2 separate regions of the Mus musculus genome follow, and region 2 is linked to region 1. A link is a contact called in public HiChIP or PLAC-seq data. All regions are on one chromosome and are shown on one strand. Each heading gives the region's core, a stretch centred on a gene start, on an enhancer-like site or on the middle of the called end of the contact. The rest is flanking DNA. Distances are from core to core; before and after follow the strand shown. Region 1 holds the start of Cntfr (ciliary neurotrophic factor receptor). Region 2 holds the start of Phf24 (PHD finger protein 24).

Region 1 (6,347 bases), core at 1,505-4,004:
TGTGGGTCTGCATGTGAGCCACAGGATGGAAGTGGGAGTTTCGTGCGAGCGTCAGGATCTAATGTCAGTCTGAGCATGAACTCTAAGATCAAAGTGTGGGGTTGTATGGTTCTCTGGCAGTGTTGGAGGGAGAGCCAAGAAAGATGGGTGCATGAACCAAGGTCCTGAGGTGTGTCCCTGACTGTGGGTCGGAGAGGGTCAGAAAGTAGGCTCAGAGACCGGCTGAGCCCCAAGTGTGAATTCTTGGCCTTCGGGGCTTTCTGGGTGTGAGTCCGGGTTTCCCTTTTAAGTATGAATGTCAAGCCCTCAGTGCCTCTAAAAACCCAAGTGTTTCAAAATCCAAGCAAGATAATCTACTTGATTACAGGAAGAAGTGAGAATCCACAGTGTGGCCACTACAGTTCTAATACGCGTCTAAGCAGGAACACCCAGATCCTCCTGTGAATCTGAGTGAGTGACCCAGATCCTGGTATGAGTTCAAGGTTAGCCCCTTGAGTCTAACCCTTCAATTCCCCAGGTGAATCTAAGTGTGAACCAAAGGTCCTCACATGACTCCACGTGAGCGCTGTTGAACTTGAACTCGAGCCCCATTTGTAGAGTTGGGAGTCAGAGTGGGACTGGCTGGCACAGAGGGCATGGCAGCCTGACAGGAACTGCAGTGTCCTGAGAGAGCCCTTGCATTCACACGGGAGTTCAGCATTCTTCCTGCTGAGTCTGAGTTTGAATATGGGCCTCTAATCTCAGTGTGGCAGGGCCCCTGAATGAATGAGTCAACCTGAGGTCTCCGGGGTCTTACAGAGTCAAGAACTGGGGTACCAGTTCATGAACCTCATGGAGCTTCTGTGGGCCAGTTCTAAGTCTGGGATGTGAACCCGTGAGTGAAAGGATACAGATATGCAAGTGTGAGCCCCCGAAGAGAGCAGAGCTGATATTCAAGCACCCCCCCCCAGAAGGGAAGTGTAAATCTACATGTGAATCCCACTCCCCTGGTGTGACTCTGAATGCAAGCCCTCTGAGTGTAACCCCCCACCCCCACCCCCAGTCTCTGGAAGGAGCTTAAGTGTTCCAGTGTGAATCTGAATGTGAATTCTAGAGCCCCAGGAAGTCTTGAGTGTGAACTTTAAACTCTTAGTCTTTGGGTAGAGTCAGCGTCCCGACTGGAGTATCAGTTCTGACAGAGTCTGAACCTTTAGCTCCATCTTAATCCTAGAGCCTCAGAAACCGAGAGAAAGGATTTGTGTGGGCTGTCAGAGTGAAGACAGGGACAAAATATGAGACTCACTGTTCTCCTCACCTCCCAGATCCAAGCTAGCTCTGCATCTCCACGAAGAGCCAATTGGGCAAGCCCCCAGGGTCAGACACACAAAAATACACCCTATGTTTCAGACCGCAGGACACACAACAGTTGACTAACGCACAAACACTCTGTATTCTCAACTCTTACCACCTCAGAGGATAGGGTACACAAATACATCCTGTGACACAGACAAATATATCACAGGCAGAACAAGTTGTGTTAAAGACACACAGCATACAGACACACGCCCAGTGTTGCCGGCAAGATGCTAGACTTGCGTGCACAAACACATACATACATAAATGCGGGGGTGAGGGGGATGAATTCTCAAACAGAGAGACTAGACAGAAAGAAAGAAAATCCTGAATTTTCAACAAGGCGTGAAATAGTCCTGCCCGCCTGAAGCTACTGGAGGGGGGAGGGGGGCCAGGGAGCCAGAAAGCTAGACGCTGGAGAAGCTCGCAGAGGAGAGGAGTCGTGGAGAGCTGTCCGTCTGGTGACCTCCTCGCGGCCCAGCCCCCCACGCACCGGGAGATACACTACTCTATACAGCCTGGGGACACCCAGAAACACCGGAGAAGGCACACATGGGCAGACTCACAAAAGAGACACTTGGGGATATGCCACGGGCTTGGAATCACACACACCAGAGGACTTACAAAGAGACACACTGAAAGGGACTCACTGCGTGCAGATACATCCAGGCGGACTCATGAGAAAACCATAGGCAGGATCACACCGAGACACACACACACACACACACACACACACACACACGCCCCACAAGCGGATTCATACGGATACCCAAGGCACTGGCAGAAGCGCAGCCATCCCTTTACACTCCCGGGCACTTTGAAGTCCAGATATTTCCCCCTCGAGAAAGAAGCAAGCTTTGGGTGCGTGGGGGGTCACTGCGAACCCCCTAGCTCTGGAATTTTCCCAGACCCCGCGCATGCTGCTCAAGGGTGGGAAGAACAGGGACACTAGGACTAACCGCCCTGGCCACCTCCCTCCAGCCCTGATCGCCCAGCTTCACCACCACCACCACCACCACCACCACCACCACCACCACCACCACCACCACCACCACCACCACGCCCAACCCCTGGCGCGTCCGGACGTAGGGGGCTGCTGCTCGTGCGCCCCCGCCCCCGAGTTTGCGGGCAAAGTTTCTCGTGAACTTTCCTACCTCCCCCGACCGCGGGGCCCACGCGTGTCCCCTCACTCACTCTACCCGCACGCACGAGGGCCGCCGGTCTGTCCGCCTTGAGCGTTCGAGGGTCAAGCCTCGCGCAGACCGCCGCGGAACACTCACCGCGCCCTCGGGCCACCCGGGCTCCGCGCCGCGCCCTTCGGCCGCTGCAGGCGGGGAGCGAGGCAGGAGCGCGGAGCGAGCACTGCGGCCGGATCCCACTGCCGAACCCCGCGCCGCGCCGGCTGGAGCCGCCGCCTCCACTGCCGCCGCCGCCGCCCGCTCTGCACCGGCTCCTCTGCTCTCCGCGGCTTTAACCCCCCCATCCTCCTCCCTCCCTCGCGCGCTCCCTCCCTCCTTCCCTCGCCCATGTGACCGCGGGCGCCCGCTCGGCCGCGCGCGCCCTTGCTCCCCTCCCCCTCTCGCCTTGTCTCCCCGCGCCTCCGCTGCCGCGCACCACGACCCCCCCTCCCCGCCACGGCCCCCGCGCGCCTCCGCTTTGGCACGTTCCCGCGCCTGGCACGCGCGGCACGCTCTCGGGGGCACGCTCGCCCGCGCCGGCCTGTGAGCCCCCACTCCCACTCGCCCCGCGCAGGCAGGAGCCCTACCCCCCGCTGGCACGCTCGCCCGCACTGGCACGCGTGGCCCCCTCGCATTCGCCCTTTCTCCGGCGCGCCCTCTGGACGGCTATGGACCCCGTGCTTCACGCGCGCTCGGGCCGCGGGTCTTGCAAACGCGCGCGCACACCCACACCCACTCCGCCCGCTCTCCTAGGGCGGCCGGGAGCGCACCCACCCGCGAGTGATCGCTCATCACACTCTCAGCTTTGGCCAGGTCTCTCCTGCACACACGGTCGTCCGTTCTGTCCCTCAGTGTCTCACACGGACACTCTGGCACACCCGGGACCAACTCTGGGGTCCTTCTAGCATCCTCGAGAGGAGTACCAGACAGAGCCCCCAGTTCCCATAAATCAGCCCGCTCACTCCTCCCCTGTTTCTACCACCCCCATCAACAAGCCCCTCTTGGTCCCTTGTCCGGAGTTAACGGGTTTTATGCTTCCATGACTCCAGCGGACCAGGATGGATACCCAGGCCCTTGCCATTACTACTCATTCCCTAGGCCACCGGGCCTGGAAAGCGGAAAGCGGCCTCCAGGAGAGAGCTAGGGAAGCTGTGACTTAACTGCCTGGTAGGACGGTTTTAGGGCAGGGCATAACACTCTGTGAGCTGAGCTTGGCTCTGGCACACACACACACACACACACACACACCCCGCAGCCTGGGCCTTGGAGGGCGGGGGCAGGGTGTTCACTTCACTGGACCTAGGTAGGCCCCTGTTCTGTCTGCAATATGGGAGATTAAGGTTAGACAACCTGATCAACTTCTGAGGCCACACGAACGCGCATTAGCAAAGGGGATGGCAGAGGCAGAGAACCGGAGGTCCACCCCCTTGGATTTTTCGACTGGCCTTTGACCCATAATCCCTGGGCCTTACCCCTCCAAGGAACTGTTCCCCGGCTGAGGGCTAGGGGAGGGAAATATCGTTTCTTCACACGTTCCCCAGCAGGCTGCCTACAGCGCCCGGGCCCTTTCCCAACCAATGCCTCAGAGACTCTGCTGCAGAGGAAAAACCGTTCCCGCCACTGCTGGGGCTTTCCGCTTTCACTTCCATGGCTCCACCGTCCAACGGTCTGGAGTCAGGCTGGACTGGAGCTCAGAGGAGGTGGGCCAGGGCTTAAGGACACACAGCGAAGCTCAGGTCAGAGCACACAACCAGCTTCTCTGCACCCACCTCAGCTCCCCAGGATACAGACCCTAACTAGTCGGCTGCGGGAAGGAATGCAGGAAGGGCGACGAAATACGGAGCGTTGGTGATGGGAACACACGCAGGCGCGGGCACGCGCGCACACACACACACACACACACACACACACACACACACACACACACACGAACTGTCTTTCTGTGCTGATGGTAGGCCTGGACCAGGTCAGGTTCTGGAGGAGTAGCCGATGCTGATGAGACTACGTGCTCACACCGGTCTGGGGACAGGCAGACAAACGGACACGGAGATCTGCAAGTCCTGAGTGGGTCATCTTGACTTTTCAGATGCTCCTTCTGCAGGTTGAGGGCAGTCAGGATTACCCCACACACACACACACACAAACGACACCAGGGCACAGGGAGGCTACCATCATCACTGCCGCAGCCACCTGATGCAGGCTCATTGTTCGCACCAGACGACACAAGTCCAGGAATACGACCCAGTGTGGGGGAAGATGAGGAGGGACACACGTCGGACCCACGGTGGTGGTGGTGGTGGTGGTGGTGGTGGTGGTGGTGGTGGTGGTGGTGGTGGTGGTGGTGGTGTGTCGGACGGCAGCTCCTGGAGCGGAACCAGCAAACACGTTCATTTCCCCGGGGCCGCAGCGACACCTGGCGGGAAGATGGGGATGTGTGTTCTTGGGCTGCGACTCCGGCTTGGCGCTCAGGCCTTGAGGACCCACGGAACAAGGAAGGATCTGTCCCCTTTCCATCCTGTGGTCACCTAGCTCAGAACCTAAATTCTTCCCACTGAGCTGGGCCAACAGCGGCCTATGGGTAGAGCTAGGCTTCCTAGACAGGCCTTCACCTCTGGTCACACTCCATTTCCAGGTCTGGTAAGAGAGCAGGCCAGCCCATATCTGCGCCAGCCCCTTCTCTTGCGGTGGTAAGGTAGACCACACTCATGGACACCTTCACTCAAACCGTGCCTCAGTGGAACCCGTTTTCACCACGTGCCTCACCCATGACAGAGTGGAAGTCATACCCCCAGACTGGAAGCCCCACAATAATAGAGATCCCAGAATTAGTAAGTTTGCGAGACCTTGGGACACTGGAGACGTTTTCCTTGACTTCAGGTGTCTGCTCATTTGTTATTGTGGTGATTGGTATGGAACCCACTCAGGAAATTCCAGGCAAGCGCTCTACCACTGAGCAAAGACACATCACTAACTGTCCTGGGGTTTTATGGCTTCTGTGAGGACTTAGCTGTCCTGGCAGGATGAACTAAACTGATCCTGCTCACTCACCCACCCCCAGAGTTAACTGTGTCATTTCGGCCTTTAGGTTGCAATGACACTTTTCCCATTTATACTGATCTGTCTCCAGGAAGGAAAGCTACCGATGTGGTCTCAGCTTCCCAAGTGCTCTTACAGAAAAGCCCCATGTCTAAGCAGAAGGTTCCAGGGCCGGGCAACCTCCTGGCTAATAGTTACACTCTCACACAGGCTGCCTTAGCCGCACCAAACGCAGGTTCACATAAAATCACACACCCTGTCTCACTGAATAAAGTGCTTATTTTCAGCCTCACGGTGGTACTTGAGGAGTCATGGGACTCTAGCTTAAGCCTGAGCTCCGGGAAGAACTCTGAATCACACATCTATAGCACACACACAAGGCACGGCCATAGTGCAACGTGTTTCTCACAGGCACACACACAGTCACACACGCTCTCAATCACACTGGGGTTGGCGGGTCGGGGCGGGCTCTGGAAGGCAGTTACGTAAACGCCCTCGCAGCCCCCCCTCGCTCCCCCTTACCCCCCCTGCTTCCTCGCACAGTGCCAGCGCCCGGGGCGGCTTGGCCGGGGCCCGGGAACAGCTCGGCCTCGCGGAGGCTCCAGGCGCCGAGAAACCCGATCCCGACACAGCCCGGGGCCGAGCCAGGGAGGGGGGCCCAGAGCCCCCCCCCCAAGTCAGGGACCAGCCCAGCCACCCCCATAGGCGACTCACACCCACCCCCCGCCCCATCCTGAAACAGCTCCAGCACCATCTCGGGACAGCACCTGGGACACATTCACAACAACCCCCTCCTTCTGG
Region 2 (5,545 bases), core at 755-3,254, 1.2 Mb after region 1:
GGGTAAACATAGAAGTTGAGGAGTGATTATTTAGGAAGTGATTGTTTAGAGAGAATTGGAGGTGAAGTAATCAAAGCAAATTATATGCACTGCAAAACGTCACCTCTGGGGTGATTTGAAATCATCTGCAGTAGGTTGGAACGGCTCGAAACACCAAATGTCTTAGAACGACTTTAAACTCCTGATCTTCCTGCTGCCCACTTCCCAGTGCTGTGATTTCAGGCATGTCTACCACAGGCAGACCAAACCCGAGGTGTCAGGGACTGAGTCGCTAGGATGAGTGTTAAGAGGAGACTGGACGGGACGGCAGTGTTCAGATATGTGGCTGTGGCAGGGATTATGGTTCTACTGGTTATTAGAGCGAGACCCTCGTGGTCCATGGTTATACTGGTTATTAGAGCGAGACCCTCGTGGTCCATGGCTCATAGTGCAGCTCCTTAACAGGACTCTGACCACCTTGGTTTTTGTTTGTTCAATGGATGGCTGACACACAACACATATTTTTGAATGAAAGAAGGAATTAGCCAACAAACACCTCTATAGGGGATATTATAGCCTTCTCTTCCATACAGGCCCATCAAATAGCCTAGAAATAGAACACTCAAGACGGTCTTTAGGTCCCTGTCTGAAATTGTTGGTCCATTATGATTCTAAAGGTAAGTACATCGGACTACATAGAAATCTCAGTCTGCTCTTCAATATTAGTCTCACAAGGGGGAAAATATGGTGGCTCTTGTTAACACAATTTTGTAGCGGCTTCTCAGTCTGCAGTGGCAGTTTGGGTTCTGATATCAGAGCACCTGGATTTCAATCTCATCTCCATGACATAGGAGCTTGCTACTTTAGGCAAGCTGTTTAACCTCTGTGCCTCAGTGTGACTCCTCCAAGACATAATGCCTTGACCCACTGTGGTAGCTCAGGCCTGGAATGCCAGCCCTCTGGGAGGCCAAGGCAGGAGGGCTGCCTGGAGTTGGAGGCCAACCTGAGCTCCCCAGTCAACTACTGACCAGCTGCAGCTGCACAGTGAGTGACATTTAAGGTCTTTAAAATAGTACCTTTACACTTGGCATTTTTAATATTAATTTGATGGTGATAATAATATATAGTTCCAAATTTATGTAAATTCTACTTAGAGGACAAATTATCTCCTATACCACCTGGAAAGGGGGGTAGGGTAGAGGGATACTAGATGCTCAAAAAATGATGTGACATGTGTTTGATAGACACAAAATAGATGTAATTTAGATAAGAGGGTTCTGGGCATGTGTACACATCGTCCATTACTTTCCTACAACTAGTTCTAGATATTTTATTACTTGGTCTTTTTCTTGCCCTCTTCAAAGCCTGGAGTTTGTTGCAATGCGCGTTATAGTTCTCAGAAACACTGGCCGCCTGACAAGCTGGCTGTTTGGCTAGTCCGAAGGCTGAGGCTGCTGCAGGAAAAGTGGGTTACATGACAGTACAGCTCTGCTGCTGCTGCTGGAGATGGAAGACCAATAGCCTCCGACAAAGCGCACAGGGCAGGATGGAGCAGCCAAGGTCTTTGTGAAGGTTCCTGGCCACTCCCGAGCTCAGTGGGAACCTGAAGAAGGTAAGTGCCCTCGGTGAGCCCTGAGACCTGGGTGGTGCGACAGAGTCGCCTGGCTGAGTTCTTCTCACCCCGGGCAGCTGCTGGTGGCAGCATCCACACAGACCCTACTCTGCTCTGGGTGTGTGCGAGTGGGAGAGTCCCCGCAGCCCCTGCAGCGCCGACCCGGGGCCAGCTCCCGGGGCGGGCTGACCTTGCCGCGGGCGGCCGGGCTGGCGCAGTCCCCGCGCCGCATTGCCGGCTGCTCGTGCGGGCGCCCCCTGGCACCCGGACCGCGCGCCCGCGCTCCCACCGCGCCCCACGCCCGCGGCCGAGCCGGCTGCGCGGACCGCGCCTGAGGCTCCGGAGGGTGGGGCGGCGCGCGCCCACGGGCCGGCCGAGGGCGCCTCGCGCGGGTGCACGCGCAGCGGGTGGGCGTGCTCAGGGCGCGCGCCACCGCTGCCGCCGCCTCAGCCTGTCGTGCCGCCCGCGCCGCCCGCTCCCGGTGCTCGGCCCAGCACGTCGGCTCTGGAGCGGCCGTGGGCAGCGCGGGCCCGCGGCGTAGAGTCCGCCGGCCTCGGACCCGCGTCCCGCACGCGGACTGTCCCGGTAAGCGAGGGCGGGGGCGGTGGGACCCCGCCGTCACCCCGAGGGGCGGGTCTGCGGTCCCGGACTCGGATCCTGGTGCGGGAGCCGCCCCCACGGGGCCCCTGTGCAAGTGGATGCACGCCAGTGACCGCCGCCTCTACCCCGAGAGCGTCCGTGGGACGGGCATGGAGGGAGACGCCCAGGGCGCTCTGCACTTTGTGCCTTGCACAGCCCCAGTGTGGAGGCACCCTCCCCAGGCCCCCAGGGGGGCCTTCTGTGTAAGTGGAGTGGCATCAGCGTAGTCTCTGGACTTGGCTCCGTGGGAGAACATCTGGGAACCTCAGGGACTTTCTCAGTGGTATTGGTGAACCTCAGGTGATCTCAGCCTGTGCCCCTAGAGATGCCAAGAAAGAACCTTTGGCTGGAGAAATGGGATCCATTTGTGGCATCATAGCTCCAAGGACTTTGGCACTGACCTCCTGAGGGACTCAGTGTGCCCTCATTTGTCCCCCTCAACATAGTGGAAAGGAGTGGGGACTCTATGGGGCTGTGGCCTTTGTTCATTCCATTTCTCACACTGCCCCAGTAGAGTGTCTCTTCTGAATGACAGCCCGGTTGGCTTCACGCTGGACTTTCAGGGAGACTGGAACTGCTTGTAAGAGCACAGGGCCCAAGGGGTACCAAGATCAGTGAGGCCTCCAAATCAAAGATAAGATATCTGAGCCTGTGAGCTTGACTATCCAGAAACACTAAGACCAAGTTTCTGGAGGAAGGACTAAGCGGGAGGGAAGCATTCTTGAGAACTAGTGTGCCAGGCACCGTGCTAGATCTGTTTAAACATCTTACATAATACTTAACAACAGCTTCATCAAATTGCCCCCATTTAAACATTAGGTATTTGTGACGCAGGCTTAGTACTTTGCCCGAGATCACAAATGACAAAGTCTGTTCTTCACATTTAACTCAGAGAAAAGTGTCAAGGAGGGACAGAAGAAAGAGAGGCTGTTTGTTACTAAGTTGTGCTGAAGGGTCAAGCGTGGAGCTTTGCCGTAGCATATGCTCCGCAGAGGTGATACTTGAAGGGAGGGGGGCAGCTTATCAGAGCATGCGGCCATTGGAGCAGTTATCCACTTAATCCCCTGATTTCAATGTATGGCTTCCTTTGTTGGTAGCACTACTGTAATGGTATGGTGGTCCTTGTCGGGAATTGCTTGGGAGGACTAGAGGGGCCACCTTCCCTGCTGCAGGACCTTGGGGGTGAAGAAGCAGAGACACTGTCACTTCTAGGAGTCACCCACACTTCCCTTGTGGCCCTGCATATGCACCAGTGGACAGTAATCCACAAATACCACCCAGGACACTGTTGATGAGTTCTGTGTGAGAAGCAGACGGGTGGAAAGGATGGGAGCCAAGAGAGGCTTGCTGGTCATCTGTCATCCGGGAGAGAACCAGATACAGCCATACCCCTGTCTCACCCCTCAACACTTCCATTTCAGCTGACTCCTAACGGTATAACTTTGGGCCCAAAGATAGATTCTTGCTTCTTATCCAAAATGGGAGTGTGAAAGGGCCAAGCCACGTAACTTACCACAGAGCTGTTCTGGAGTGTCCCTGTTCATCTTTGTCCTGTTCTACACAGCCTAACCTAGTATCCTTTCATAAAACTCTCCTCCTAGACCTGGGCCCCAATGAAAAAGGGCCGATCAGAGCATGGGTCCCTCACATATATACTCAGGCTTGGTCCTGGTTTCCTTTGAAAATATATATACCTACTTCAGAGACTGAGGCAGGGGGCTTGCCACAAGTTGAAGGCCAACCTGGGCTACTAGAGAGACTGTCTCAGAAAAACAAAACCAAGAAAACACTGTATTTCTGCACTGGCTATGGTAATCTGTGCCTGTTATCCTGGTACTTGGGAGGTAGAGGCAAGAGAATCTCAAGTCCAGCCTGGGCTGCATAGAAAGTTCTAGGCATTGTCTCCTAAAAAGAGAGAGAGAGAGAGAGAGAGAGAGAGAGAGAGAGAGAGAGAGAGAGAGAGAGAGAGAGAGAGAGAGAAATATTTCTTTGGGTGTCTGGGATTACATCTTGAGAAGAGGAAGCTACCAAGGAAAATGGATAACCTAACTGACCAATTGTCTTCCTTAAGTACTTGGCTCCTTAAGGATTGGATAGTTGTAGTACCTCATGCATAGCTCAACAAGCAAATCTGACAGAGGTTCATATTAGTTAGCATCTGACATAAAATTGTTTGTAATCCCCTTTCAGCTTAAATCCCCTCTCATTAGTTCAAATATATATAAATATATATATGTGTGTATATATATATATACATATATATGTGTATATATATAAAATACATATACCAGGATTGTCTCTGAGATATATGTATATTTCAGAGACAATCCTAGTAAACCCAAGTGCTGACCAGTGAGTGTGCTCTGGCCTTTCACAGCTCCCCAGCATGTGTGTGTGTGTGTGTGTGTGTGTGTGTGTGTGTGTGTGTGTGTGTGTGTTGTTTTAAGAGAAAACCAAGACCAAGCCTGCAAATATGGTGGCATTTGTTCTAATTCAGACACTTCTTTTTGTTTGTTTTATTTTGTTTTTTGTTTTTTCCAAGACAAGATTTCTCTGTGTAGCCCTGGCTGTCCTGGAACTTGCTCTGTAGACCAGGCTGGCCTCGAACTCAGAGATCTGCCAATCTCTGTCTCCTAGATGCTGGGCCAAAAGGCTCTCAGATATTTCTTGTTGGAGTATGAGGATGATGATGATGGTGGTGATGATGATGGTGATGATGATGGTGGTCTTTTCACTGAGGACTCTGAATATCACACTCCCTGGTAACTTGGGAAAATTACTTGATTGATCTAAGTGCTCCCCAAAACTTTGATCCTTGGTTCCATCTCCTAATGTCTAGTATTGAGTAAACATTAAATTTCAAAACTTGTCAGACTAGTGCCTGAGCATAGCCTTAATCTTCTCAAAAATAAAATGCTTCAATCCAAAGGGAAATAAGAGGAGAATGCCCCTCCCCCACTTGAGTATACACAAATGGGTATGGATTTTCAGCCTTGGATTTTCCATAGATTCTCTTGGCCACACTGTAGCCGTTTTCTTCTTCCCACACTACCCATGTATTTTTTAAGTGCTTCCTTTTCATGGATAATAAGAGCTCTCCAGGCCCATTTTCCACGGCTTCTCGTTTCTCCCAGCACACCTGTTCCTAAGTGGATCATCGTCTCCCATCTCTTCAGCTACAGTATCTGTTGTCTTTGGGTGCCACATGCCTGTCTAGCGATGCTTCCTCGTTCCCCAGAGTCACCTCACCTATCCATAGCTGACGGGAACATCATTATCTAGTCCCTTCCTTCAGTCTTAATGACTATGTTCTGA

Evidence for each region. HiChIP or PLAC-seq counts read pairs in DNA pulled down with a chosen protein or histone mark.
Region 2: an H3K4me3 HiChIP or PLAC-seq map of embryonic stem cells shows a contact between it and region 1, with 8 times the contacts expected there. The contact joins the promoter of Phf24 here to the promoter of Cntfr in region 1. A contact is called at or near these places in 1 of 39 promoter capture datasets (the HPC-7 cell line) and 2 of 115 datasets of contacts at active chromatin or transcription factors (embryonic stem cells and stem cell-derived neural progenitor cells).

Annotation. Positions count from the first base shown.
Region 1 is chr4:41,692,699-41,699,045 of GRCm38.p6, forward strand. It overlaps Cntfr (ciliary neurotrophic factor receptor), which reads right to left and starts at 2,755. Exons shown (of 10, transcript NM_001136056.3): 1 at 2,613-2,755.
Region 2 is chr4:42,915,239-42,920,783 of GRCm38.p6, forward strand. It overlaps Phf24 (PHD finger protein 24), which reads left to right and starts at 2,005. Exons shown (of 9, transcript NM_001346526.1): 1 at 2,005-2,176.